2 separate regions of the Anas platyrhynchos genome follow, and region 2 is linked to region 1. A link is a contact called in public Hi-C data. All regions are on one chromosome and are shown on one strand. The core of a region is the stretch at or near the end of the contact, and the rest is flanking DNA. Distances in the headings are between cores, read along the strand shown. Region 1 has its middle 48 kb from the start of SAP130. Region 2 overlaps HS6ST1 (heparan sulfate 6-O-sulfotransferase 1).

What was found. Hi-C and Micro-C count contacts between places; a contact is called where the count stands out from the background.
Region 2: a contact with region 1 is called in a Hi-C map of liver, with 2.4 times the contacts expected there. The contact joins two enhancer-like sites. A contact is called at or near these places in 3 of 8 Hi-C or Micro-C datasets (F5 follicle, liver and skeletal muscle).

The regions. Positions count from the first base shown.
Region 1 is chr9:17,449,138-17,454,863 of IASCAAS_PekinDuck_T2T, reverse strand. No RefSeq gene overlaps it. Among named protein-coding and RNA genes, the nearest start is that of SAP130, 48 kb to the right of the region's middle. Within about 2 kb of position 3,668, at least 1 of the 8 cell types and tissues checked has an H3K27ac peak or open chromatin away from gene starts, as enhancers often do.
Region 2 is chr9:17,594,898-17,600,623 of IASCAAS_PekinDuck_T2T, reverse strand. The region is part of intron 1 of HS6ST1 (heparan sulfate 6-O-sulfotransferase 1); the gene reads left to right. Among named protein-coding and RNA genes, the nearest start is that of HS6ST1, 57 kb to the left of the region's middle. Within about 2 kb of position 2,158, at least 2 of the 8 cell types and tissues checked have an H3K27ac peak or open chromatin away from gene starts, as enhancers often do.

The DNA.
Region 1 (5,726 bases), core at 2,419-4,918:
TAGGAAGTGGATGATAAATGAAATGGAAGTGGCTCCATGGGATTTTGTTATTAATAAATACTGTGTGCATGTATGTGGTCTCTGTTTTGTTTTATGTTAAACACAACAACAACAGATCCAGAAGTGGATCTATTGGCAGCTCCTTTTCCTGGAAGCAGTTAGACTTTTCAAGGTAACTGTTTTTGAACTTCACCAAAAGCCTTTATAATTTAATGGCAGAAAGTCTAGCAAATGTAGCAGTATTTCCCGTAGATGGTATTCATTGCGTGTCTTAACGTGCACGCAGTGCAGCTGCAGGGCATGACAGTTCTTCCTCTTTGTGGCTGTTTTGGGTAGAGCTTGCCAAGCTCCAGTTTTCTGTCTTTGTACTTTTTTTTTGTTTTTTAGCTGAATGTCACACTAGGCCACATGGGACAAATATTTCCCGATTTATAAAAATTGCTGGGAATTGCTAGCAAGGGGTCAGTAGGCTCTTGTGGTTCTTTTCAGCAGTGCACGTGCTCCATCTACAGGTCAAAGAATCTGCTAATAAGGTCATTCATTATTCAGCCTGTTGAGATTGCCTTCCTGCAGTGTAGCGATAAAGGGACAACGCAGCTAAAGAGCTACCGCTGAGCCCACCAGTGTCAGCCTGAGTAACCAGCGTCCAGCTGAAAGTTGGGTCACCTACCAAAAGGTAGCTTTTGGGGAGAAAGAATTTGGCTTGTTTCTTAATGAGAAAAGGTAAAAGTGCTGCATGGAAAGGAGTGGGGTGGCTGCAGGGATTAAAAAAAAAAAAAAAAAAAAAAAAGCTGTAGAAGTTAACAACAAATGCTCTCGTGAGGGGAAGGATGAGTGTGCTGTTACCATGTGTGAGCTTAGGTTGGCAACTGGAAGATGATTTCCATTACTGTCAGTGTGCTGAGGTTCGAACAGCTTCCCAGTAGTGGGATGGAGGAGTAAGAAATCTAAACCTCAATTTAAAGTGATCTGGGTAAATCTGGGAATGGGGATTTTTGCAATAACAGTTGTGGCATTCAGGTACCGGGTTTGGTGACTCGGGTGGTACCTTTCAAGCCAGCAGTCCACCGTGCTGAGGCACAAAATTAAAATGCAGACATAAAGCCTCCTACTTTTTCTTTTTTTAAAAAGATGCAAGTCAAATGGCCTGTGAAAACAAAACAGCGTGTTCTTACGTGGGTCTGGACAGATCAACAGCAGTGAAGAGTTTTCTCCTATAACCTTGCCAGCGTGCCTCCGTTCTCAGCTAGAGACACGTTGCTGGGGTAAGAGCATAATTCGGTCAGCATGTCTATTAATTGGCCTTCGTGGCTGCCAGTATAGCAGCTGATAAGGCCTTATTTAATGAGAGAGAAGCAGAGTCTTGAACGGATCTTAAATGCCGTTCAATTTAGGGACAAGAAGTAGTACGTTGAGAGAAAAGTTCTTAACCCGTTTACATTTGTTACTAGGTGAGGGTGGCAATTTTAAAAATAAAACCAGGGTACTCCCTGTGTGTGTGCTGTATGTAGAAAGAGTCCTAGTGGTGTGCTGTAGTTCCTCTGCTGGTAGCACTCCTAGCTTTATTGGTCTGATGCAATACATGGAAAGCAGCTGACGATTTTAAGCTTTTTTCTTTTTTTTTCTCCTGAAGGGAAAACTCAGTGACTGGTATTTAAGAAGAGTCTGAGGGGGTGGATGGGAAAATCACCAACCCAGTCATGTTAGGTTTTGGTAACTGCGGAAGATAAGGCTGGTGCTCCACAGTAGGTGAAGCAAAGGGCTACTGGTCCAGATGTCTGACACAGCACAGGGGAAGCTCTTGGGACATCAGTGATGTCCTGAGAGCAGAAATGACTCTTGAGAGGGTTTTACAGAATATAATTCTCATCCAATAAGTGCGACTTTGAGGAATGATAGGTTTGGGCTTAATAACAGCATCAAATGCATATATAAATCCTTCACAAGAGCCTACCTCGTTGCTCCAAAATAATGTTATCATATAGCCAATGTCTAGAGCATGCATTAAAAGGATTAAGAACCTGCTAACAAAGTAGCAATAATTAGTGGGAATCCCTATCAAGTAGGTGTTTCAGAATCTTTTTTTTTTTTTTCCTGTAAAGGTTCTGCAGTGATCGGTACTATTCAGTGCTTTCATAAAGGTCTGGAAGTAATTGTGGTGACAGCTGTTTAGCGGCAGTGAATCATACACAGCAATGCAGATTTCTTGGGGCCTCTTTCTGGAAGGGAACAAAAATATATAAAAAAAAAAAAAGCATTTCAGTAAAGCAAATTAGAGATTACACATCTAGGAATAAGACACACAAGGACTTCCTAGAAATAGGAAACTACATTCTTGAGTCAAAAAAAAAAAAAAAAGGATTTAGTGATTGTAGCAGACAAGCAATTCAAAAGAAATTCTCAGTAGGACAGGCAGAAAGCCTCCTGTTGTGCTGGAAGATACAAAAGGCAAATGAGCGTGGATACACATGCTAACGTTTTTCTTTGTGCAGTGTTGATGAAATTGATCCTGGAATACTTGGAATAATATATTCAGTTTTGGTGCCAAAAGTTCCTTTTCTTTATTTAAGAAATCAAAAATCAACCAAGCAAACCAGAAAATATCAAGAAAACAGTTTAAAGGATGAAGGTACTGCGTTGAACTCTGAAGTCCTTACTTTCTTTGTTGTAAGTAACACAGGTGGAGAAAATGTTGGATCTAACAGAGTAAGATCTTAGAGATGTTCTTTTCAGCAGAGAAAGAAGATGTAGCAAATTTGAATGGCAGAAACTCTCCCCAGAAAAGGGAAGGGGGGAAAAAAAAAAGAAGACAAAAAGAGATGCATGGCTTTGCTGTTGGGAACCGATTTAAGCAAACAAAGCAGTTGTTTCTCCGTTTTGTGGTATGCTGTAGCAGGGAGCTGTGAGTGTGTGCTGTACCAAGGGTGGCTGTGGTTAGTAGAGGGGCAGTAGTGAAAAAATACAACAGCATCCAACAGAGATGGGACTAGTGAGCTCTGAAGCTGGTGACACAGTGCATGACATTCAGCTAGGTAACTGCCTGCCCTCTCCTAAAGATGGGTGTGTGTCTTAGCCAGTCCCCTCCCATCCCTGGAAGCTGGGAGAGCTCAGTAATGAGCTAAGTGCTTGCCAGTGGGTGCCAGGGTGCTTCCCCCCTGCTTTGCAGGCTCAGCAGTGTGCTCAGGAGTGTCCTTCACCTCCAGCGTGTTTGTGCCGAGGTGCAGTAACAGCAGCAGTTACAGAGGCAGAGCACTTCCTGATCACTGCCTCTTCCCTGAGCTGCCCAGACACACAAGAGGACCCTGCTGTGCCATTACCAAGTGTATTTCAGAATTCTTTATTCCAGATCTTCACACAGAAGAAACATGGCTTTCATTCCTCATCAAACCCCAATTTGACCAATGAGGAACAAATTCCATGTATTCCAAGCACAAGGTAATATGTCTTAGCAACAATCCTAATAAAGTCCAGTCAGCAATAAACCCTAGCAGTCAGAAATGATTCTCTTCGAGTTTCCTGATCAGGGAGTGCTCATCAATTATCTGGATTCCAACAAGCAGCTGGCATATGCGCTGCAGACAGAAAGGGAGAGTAGGGGGAGAAGTCTTTTAATTATCTTCAAGTCAGCAAAGATCCATATGTTGAATCAAAACAGATGGAGTGTAGAATCCACCAACAATGCTTTTGACTGGCTAAGTACAGGTATATGGCTAAGAGGAAGGCAGAGCAGATGCAGAGAGCATTTCCTTGAATTCTTTTGGCTTGAATGTTAGTATATTTACACCGTCAACGCTAGCCAAGGTTGAAGTGTTATACGTAAATACAGCATCAGGATGAACCTTTCTGTGGTGACTCAAGGCAGCTGTGGGGAAGCTGCAGGGTGTGGGAAGGTCAGCTGCCTTCGAGGGAGCTGTGCTTTGCGTTGCTCCTGTAGTGGCTGTGGTAAGGAGTTGGCATGTTTCTGAGTCTTTGTTCCAGAGGGCACAGGTTTAATTCCTTTCCTGGGGTGCACTTCAGGCATTTCTGCAGTGACTGCAAGTCAGGCTGGACTTGTCAGACACAAAACATTTTATGGTTATGAGTTGGTGAGACGTGTGAGTGAGGAACTGTGCAGCAGCTGGGTGGATCTGCAATGGTGGGGGGAGCTCAGTTCTTCCCAAGTCCCAGCCCTGAGGCTTGCACCTACACTCTGAGCATCTCCACTCACCTCCACGTGGTACTGGAGTGACCAGACAAGCTTGTCAGTGTCCAGCAGGAACTTCTAAGAGAGATGTTCCTGTAACTACTCTTACTGATTCATGGGGTTTCCTCATGTGATGCAGCTGGCAGGTGTCTGCTACAACAGGATTAAAGCCAACAGCCCTTCCTCCAGGGCTTGTTATGAGCCATATATCTAGCTGGGTATTAGGACATCAAGCTGAGTACAGGCGAAAAGTTTTGGTGATGGGGCAGGGAGGCTTGTGGCACCCAGAGCAAACCTGAGTGCACACAGCATGGACAGGGATGTCTGTGTGTGCTGCCTGTGGGCAGGCCAAACCAGTGAGCGAGAGGATTCTTGGCTTGGGGAGGTGAGGGGGAGACATGCACCGGAGCATCCCTGCCACTGCTTTTATGTCCTGATGATAAGGGCATCCTAACTACTGTATCTTGTATCTGAGCGCCGTGGCCTCAGCACGGGGCGGGCTGGATCCCCACACAGTGCTGTTACAAAGCGCATGGGATAACTGAGTCTCCCCAGGCCATTAATTCAGAGCAAGTCAGTAAGTCTTTCAGTGGCAAAGCTTGCTCTGCTTATGGGTGAGAGTGAGCTATAGTTGCTGGAAATTACTTTTAAGCTCACTGTTGAGGAAGTGAACTGCCAGGTTGAACACACAAGTAATGCCTTGCACATGTGGCAAGAGGTCCAGAGGCAGGCAGGACATGGTGGGCAGCTACAGCAACTCACTGCTGCATAAATATATATTTTTTTTGCATAAACATTAAAAGGGAGGGGCTTACATGTGGCATATTTTTTTCTTGCTGCTTCCTTTTCTGCTTTGTCTCCTAGGATTTGTTCTTGCTTTCCAAACCTCTGCAAGTTCAGACAACTTACTGTACAAGACCAAATACACATTTCTGACATTCAACTGCACCTTCTGTGCAAAACCGTCTACTTTTCAGTTTTTTGATAAACAAAGACTCTGTTTTGGAGCCTTTTCTTAGCTTTCCCTGAGTTTTTCAGAGTTGATAAAATCCAGATTCAGCTTTGCAGTTTTAAAAATTACGATTTGAGAACAGTAACGTTTCTGTTTACTATGAATTTAATAGCATAAAACTAGAAAACTAACCTAGAAGCACTAATTTTTTATTAGTAGGTAAAGTTGGAAAAATAAACACTTTACCTTAATGTAAGGTAACCTTAAATGTAAGACTTTTTCAGTAGTCTCCTTTAAGTGTTATTTTAATACCATTCTTAGCAAGACCAGCATGGAAGAGGAACTCTAAAACTCTTCCTGTATAATCATTTTAGAAAGTACCATAGCTGAATACAAGAGTAAGTGAACAAAACGTACTGAGAGTAATGCCGTTAAAACATCAGTTATGAGAACCAAAATAATTGACATGAGAGACAGAGGTAAAGAACAGAAATTTATTCTGTTAGTCATCTTATTGTTGTCACTGAGCTACGAAACTCCCTGCAACCTCAGTTCAGGTTCATTCAGTATTCATTCGAGAGTAACTCCCCC
Region 2 (5,726 bases), core at 909-3,408, 150 kb before region 1:
CTAAAGCTCCTTGAGTGCTGCAAATGAAGGTCAGAGGTCTCCTATGACCTTGTGCTGCCGTCATGACCTTTCGAAGGCAGTTGACTGTGATGATTTCCCTGCCTGAGGGATTGCTGGCATCTGCAGGCGTTCCACAGCAGTTAAACACCTGTGCATTTGCTGCTGATATTTCATTAGGACAAGTAATGAGGCTGGAGATTAAATGTCTACCTTTCTGACTGGCTGGGAGAGAAAACAGGAGGAAAGCTGTAGCATGTCTCAGGGCTTAGAAAATGTTCGTATGCGAACCAAAGTGTGCTCCCATTAACTCTGCTGAGAGGGGAGCTTGGAGAAGGGACCTGACATCACTGAGTCCCTGCCCTGCTGTGTGGTGGCCATGGGCTGAAAACTCTTTTCCAGGTTTAGCAGTTTTTACAATCAGAGTGTAACTGCCTCGTGTCAGTCTCAGGTTCTTCCTAGAAGGGTAAGGAAAAAAAAAATAAATGAAGGTTCCCTGAGATAAATGCCCACATCTGGGCAAAAATGTATTCTGTAGTCGGTTACAGATAAATCTCCCCTATGCTGGGATCCAGAACTGTGCTTTGGGATTGTGTCTCATTGCAGCACGTGGAGAGGGTGTGAAGGAATGCTTTCGGCAGTCTGGGATAGGAAAAGCATCGCTGTCATCTGACTGTGGGCCAGGACCGCTCTCAGCCAGCAAGTTGAAGTGCTGGGAAGCAAGGTCAAAGTAAGGGAGCTTTCTACCTCTAAATTCAGCAAATGAAATCCTCAGGGATAAAATACATCTCATGGCATTTCAAGTTGACAGAGAATTGTTTTTGTTTTCAAGTTTCTTATGCAACAGTGCTCCTCTGGCTCAAACGTACTTTTTTTTTTTTTTTTCAGAAATTTTAGGTTGGATAAAGGAGTCTCTCCCTGCAGCGTTATCTTGCAGTGGTCTGCACCTCCAGGTCTAAATCTGCATGTGCTTGTATAGGACAGAGTGGGCTTAGCCTAACAGAGTGAAAAGGTGTGGATTGCTGGGGAGGAAGCAGAGGTGTCGGTGTGCACCTGGAAAATGCCTGAAGCCAATGCAAAATCCTTCTCTAGGGGTACTTTCTCACAACAAAGAAGGCAGCTGTCATTTTGCTCTTGCTTTGAGCTTTGCTGATATACGATCTACTGAGTTGTACCAATGTTCAGAAAGATGTCACTTTGTTTACACAGTAGCATAAAAATGTGCTACCCTTTACAGACAGTTGGCAGGCTCCTGTACTGCAGAGCTAAGCTTAAAATGTTTTAGATGTGCCAGTGGAGGCACCTTCCCAAATTTTAGCAGGTGCTAAAATTATACTCCCCTTGAGCATCTGAAGATAGGCTTCTACAGCCACTGTCTACTGATCAAAAGTTTGGGATACTGATACTTTTTAACTTTGGAGATTTAGATCTGGACCTTTTAGTATCCTTTTTGTCACTGTTACTGAAGGACAAGATCAATCTCCCTCAAGTTTGTTTCTGAGTTTAATGGAAGGCATGAGGGAGTATTGACCCTGTTTTATGCTTCACTCTGTCAGTGTGTTCAAACTGAGTTTACCATGGCATGGAAAACAGTTGTTTGTTGGTTTGGTGCTGTTTGTGTTTGTTTTTTTTACCCCCAAGCCTTAATGAAATGACTGCAAGGTTGTGTTATTCTTCTTGTTGCTGATGCATGGGACAATATTTTTATAAGCAACATTTTCATTTCTGACAGTAGGTGGACAATAAATCACTTTGAAAATCCCTTTGACGTAGAAGTATTTTTAGGAGTCTGCAAATTTCAGTCCTATGTAAATGTGCACCTAACATCAGGTGTTGTCACCAAGTCTGGGGACTGCTTAGGCTATTTTGTATATACTTGAAAGAAACTGACTTTTTCTCTTGTTTCTATCTTCCCAGGTGTCCATTGATTTCTTCTGTCTGTGCTTCTTATGCTGCTGCAGGCATTGGTGCTCTGGCAGGTTATTCGTGCAGGGGTGTTTCCATGTTTCCCCTTTCACCGTAGCCATACCTTATCCTAACAGCACCCTTAGGGAGCACTTCTGTCCTTGCTCCCTGTCCTTCTCCCTTGGCAGAGCTGATATGCACACATAATTGGCTCACAGATACTGGAACAAAAAACTTTTGAGACTGCAGTCACTTTTGCGGCCGGTGTGGGCTATTGGACACTGATTGTGACAGAGCAGGCCTTCCAGCCCCCCTGAGTGTGTCATGAACGTCACCGGCCCTCAGAGCTTCCATTTGCCTCTTCTTCCACCAGCAGTGGTGTCTCCTGTGCTGCCTGTGAGGCAAGGGGACTCCCAAGAAGATTTTATTTTTAACTTCCTTCCTCTTCTCCTTTCCTGGTGCCCGCAAGGCCATTTCTCACTCCTCTCTCCCAGCTGCTGTTGTCTGGCAGGTTTTTTTGTTTGTTTGTTTGTTTTTTCCCCTTCCTTAAATCTGCTCTCACGGAGGCACAAACAACATCACTTACTGGCTCAGCTCCGGGCAGCAGCAGGTCCCTTTGGAGGCAGCTGAGAATTTTCTCGAATTCCTAAACAAAAATGAGAGTGAGACCTAGGTGTGCTTGAGGAAGCACAGTATGGGCAATGCTGAGACTCCTTACTTGCTCTCTATGCAAGTTTTAGAGCTGGATGCAAGTGTTATGACACAGAAGTTCACAGCCTGTTTAGATTTTCATACCTATTGACCTCTAAACCTTTTGTGATACTTTCTGATTCCTAAGTAGATGTTTAGCTAAAGATCATCCGTGTCCGAATGCAGGCTTTATCACTAAAGTGCTTTGTAGAGTGAAGACAGCCGAGGGATGGAAAACTCAGGCAGACCTATAAAAAGAAAGCTTTTTATAACCACAGAATGCACAGAAGAAACACTTTTCAGGAGCTGACATCTCTGTTAATAAAGACTTCTCCTTCGTTTGGACTTGACAAACAGAAGTAGAAAAAAAAGCTTACTTTGAATGTAGTTTACAGAGCTGGGAGAGAAACCAGGCTGGTGGGAAGGGGGGGAGAGCAACAGCATTTTGAAACCACAGAAAAAAAAATGTAGGACACAGTTTACTTGCCCTTGAAGTAGGAGTGTAGTTCCGTGGACAGTGACATTCTCTGAAATAAGGCAAAGCTGGCTGCTGAAGTGCTCCTTTGCTCCAGCTGTGCCAGAGTGTGTCTGTTGCTGTAGTCAGACTGGGAGAAGAAATACTGAGTGGAATCTGTAACATCATTGTAAACTGGTGGTACAAAATGCCACAAGTGATGTTGCCTCTTTTTATTTCTGAGCATCACAGAAGCTGTTGATAACAGATGATTCCTGCTTTTAGATGCCTGCAGTTAAAACTGGAGGAAAATAGGCATGGAAAGGTGAAATGATGCTGCTATAGCTGTGCAACAGGACAACGACCTGGGAACCTTTGTGCTTTATGATCTAGTGCTCTAATAGCTAGACATGGCTGTGTTTGCCATGCCGTACCACTTCAAAGCAAACCTTTTAGTCCTCCCATTCTCATTACAGAGCTATTTTCTTAATCCTAATATATACCTGAAGGGAAGAAAAACACTTTAGCACTATTTTTACCAACTTTTCCTGTAAATAATCTTTTTCTTTTTCTTTTTCTTTTTTTTTTTTTCTGAAATAAACAGCTCTGTAATGAAGTAATTCTCTGAGGTATGCCCTGCCCTCCTCTTGAAGAACAAGCTGCACTTAACCCAGGATGGGATTTTAAAAAGTGGGAGGTTTTCATCTAATTCTACAGCCACTGAAGTCAAAACTACTGATTTCAGTAACAGCAGGTTTATGTCTGTGCTTGTTTTGCTTGAGGAAAGCAAAGAAAATTCCAGTCCTTCAAGACAGCTTGTTGCTTTTGGAGGCCAAATGGAATGGCTGACGTATTGCAGAACCATGCTACATCCATAGATTTTCTTCAGTTCTGCAAATACTTTTTAGTAAAACAAATGTCCCAATATTGCACTTACAAGTGATTCTATTTTAAATAAGTATTTATCACCATTATTACCTGAATTGCCTTTATTGCCTATTAACATTTTGACATCTGTTTTTTTGTTTTGTTTTGTTTTTTACTAATTATGGTAACTTTCACAGTAGAATACTGAATGCTTTTTAAGTGTATATTGGAAGAAAACTAATTCCATCAATATCCAATAAAAATAACTTGGTTCATATGTAATAGAAAATTAAATATCTGTAGTGACAATTAAAAGGAATCAGTGTAGTTTCATCCCACACAAACCTATTTATGAGTAATCTGAAAAAAATGTAGCATTTACCATATGGTTTTACTTCAATGAAATGTTAGGCTATTTTAGAAGCAGTGAAAGTCATCAAGACTTTAGAAAAATGTTGTTTTTTTGTTTTGTTTTGTTTTTGTGGAAATGGTTTCTATGCTCTTCAGATTGTACAGGGATTGCTGGGGTAAGGCCCCAACAGGTCCCTCTGCTAGCTGGCCTTGCAATGACTTCTGTTCCTGCGTCTGATGCTCTGACCCCACCCAGATCTTTCTGTGTTTTGCTTTCTTCATTCCTGACCAGAGAAGACAGACAATATAGCGTTAAACACTTTTAAGATTGAGGGGGCACTCTGCATAAAGCCAAGTGATGATATCATTTGAGTCTGAGCTACGAAATAATTATTTGAGCTGTACTCCTCTGTCACTCCATGCTCAAGGCTTTGAAGTAAAAACCCCTGTAAAAGCCAAAGTGAGGAGCTCTGTTGCTTGCCACACACAACCAAGGTCCAGGTATGGAGAAAAGGCTGCCTCCTCCCTGCCCCCCTCAGGAAAGTCCTTGTACTGGAGAATGCCAACTCGGTTTTGCTCCCTTATAGCATAGCAGCCTGGTTATCGGATCTGGGGGTGAGGGCTTTTCATTCTTCAGGCAATGGGAATTAGGATTTCAGAAATGCAGAAAGAGGGGTTGCAATGGCTGTCAAGCCGCGTTATTTTTCTGTGGTGCTGTAATTATTGAAGTCAGAACCTAAGCTGGGAGAAAGTTCTCAGTGTATACGTTTGTCATCTCCTACAACTACCTTCATGTCCTTTTTGTTTCGTTACTGCTCCTACTGCATCTGTCAGCCCGGGAGAGCGTGCATGATTCCTTGGCAATGCCACATACCTCTAATCTTAATGCCTATTACTGTCTGCCTCTGGGATCTTATATAGGTTTCTCTAATACGTTGCGGAAGGCGGCCAGCAACAATCTCTCTTCTTTATACCTCTGCAGCTCTAATCCTGCAGAAGTGCTCGCTTGTAAAGATAAAGGTACATTTATCCTCCTTAATGAGGCAGCAGGTCTGGAACTGCAAATCAGTACTGAGTTATGTCAGCAGAACCGTACAGTGACTAAAATATTGTTGCTGATAAAGACCGAGTTGTACTGAAGGAGCATCTGCAATTTACCTAGCTCTGCCGTGAGTTGCTCACGTTGTTCATTTGTAAATGATGTTTAGATTAAGAAAGCAAGGCAAATATTTGTTTCGTCAGCAGCTTATAACACCAAGTATTATGTGGGCTAGTGGTGAGGGAAGGAAGCCTTCAGATTGAGGGGAAGAGGGTCATAGTTAGCTTGGCTGGTTTCAAACTCTGACCCTAGAGAACGTAGCCCCAGCTATGCAATAAGCCATGTGTGTATAGTTGAATTAAATACAACATAGCGTTTTCCCAACTGACATTGGCTGGAATAGAAATGTGGGTTACTGTGAGT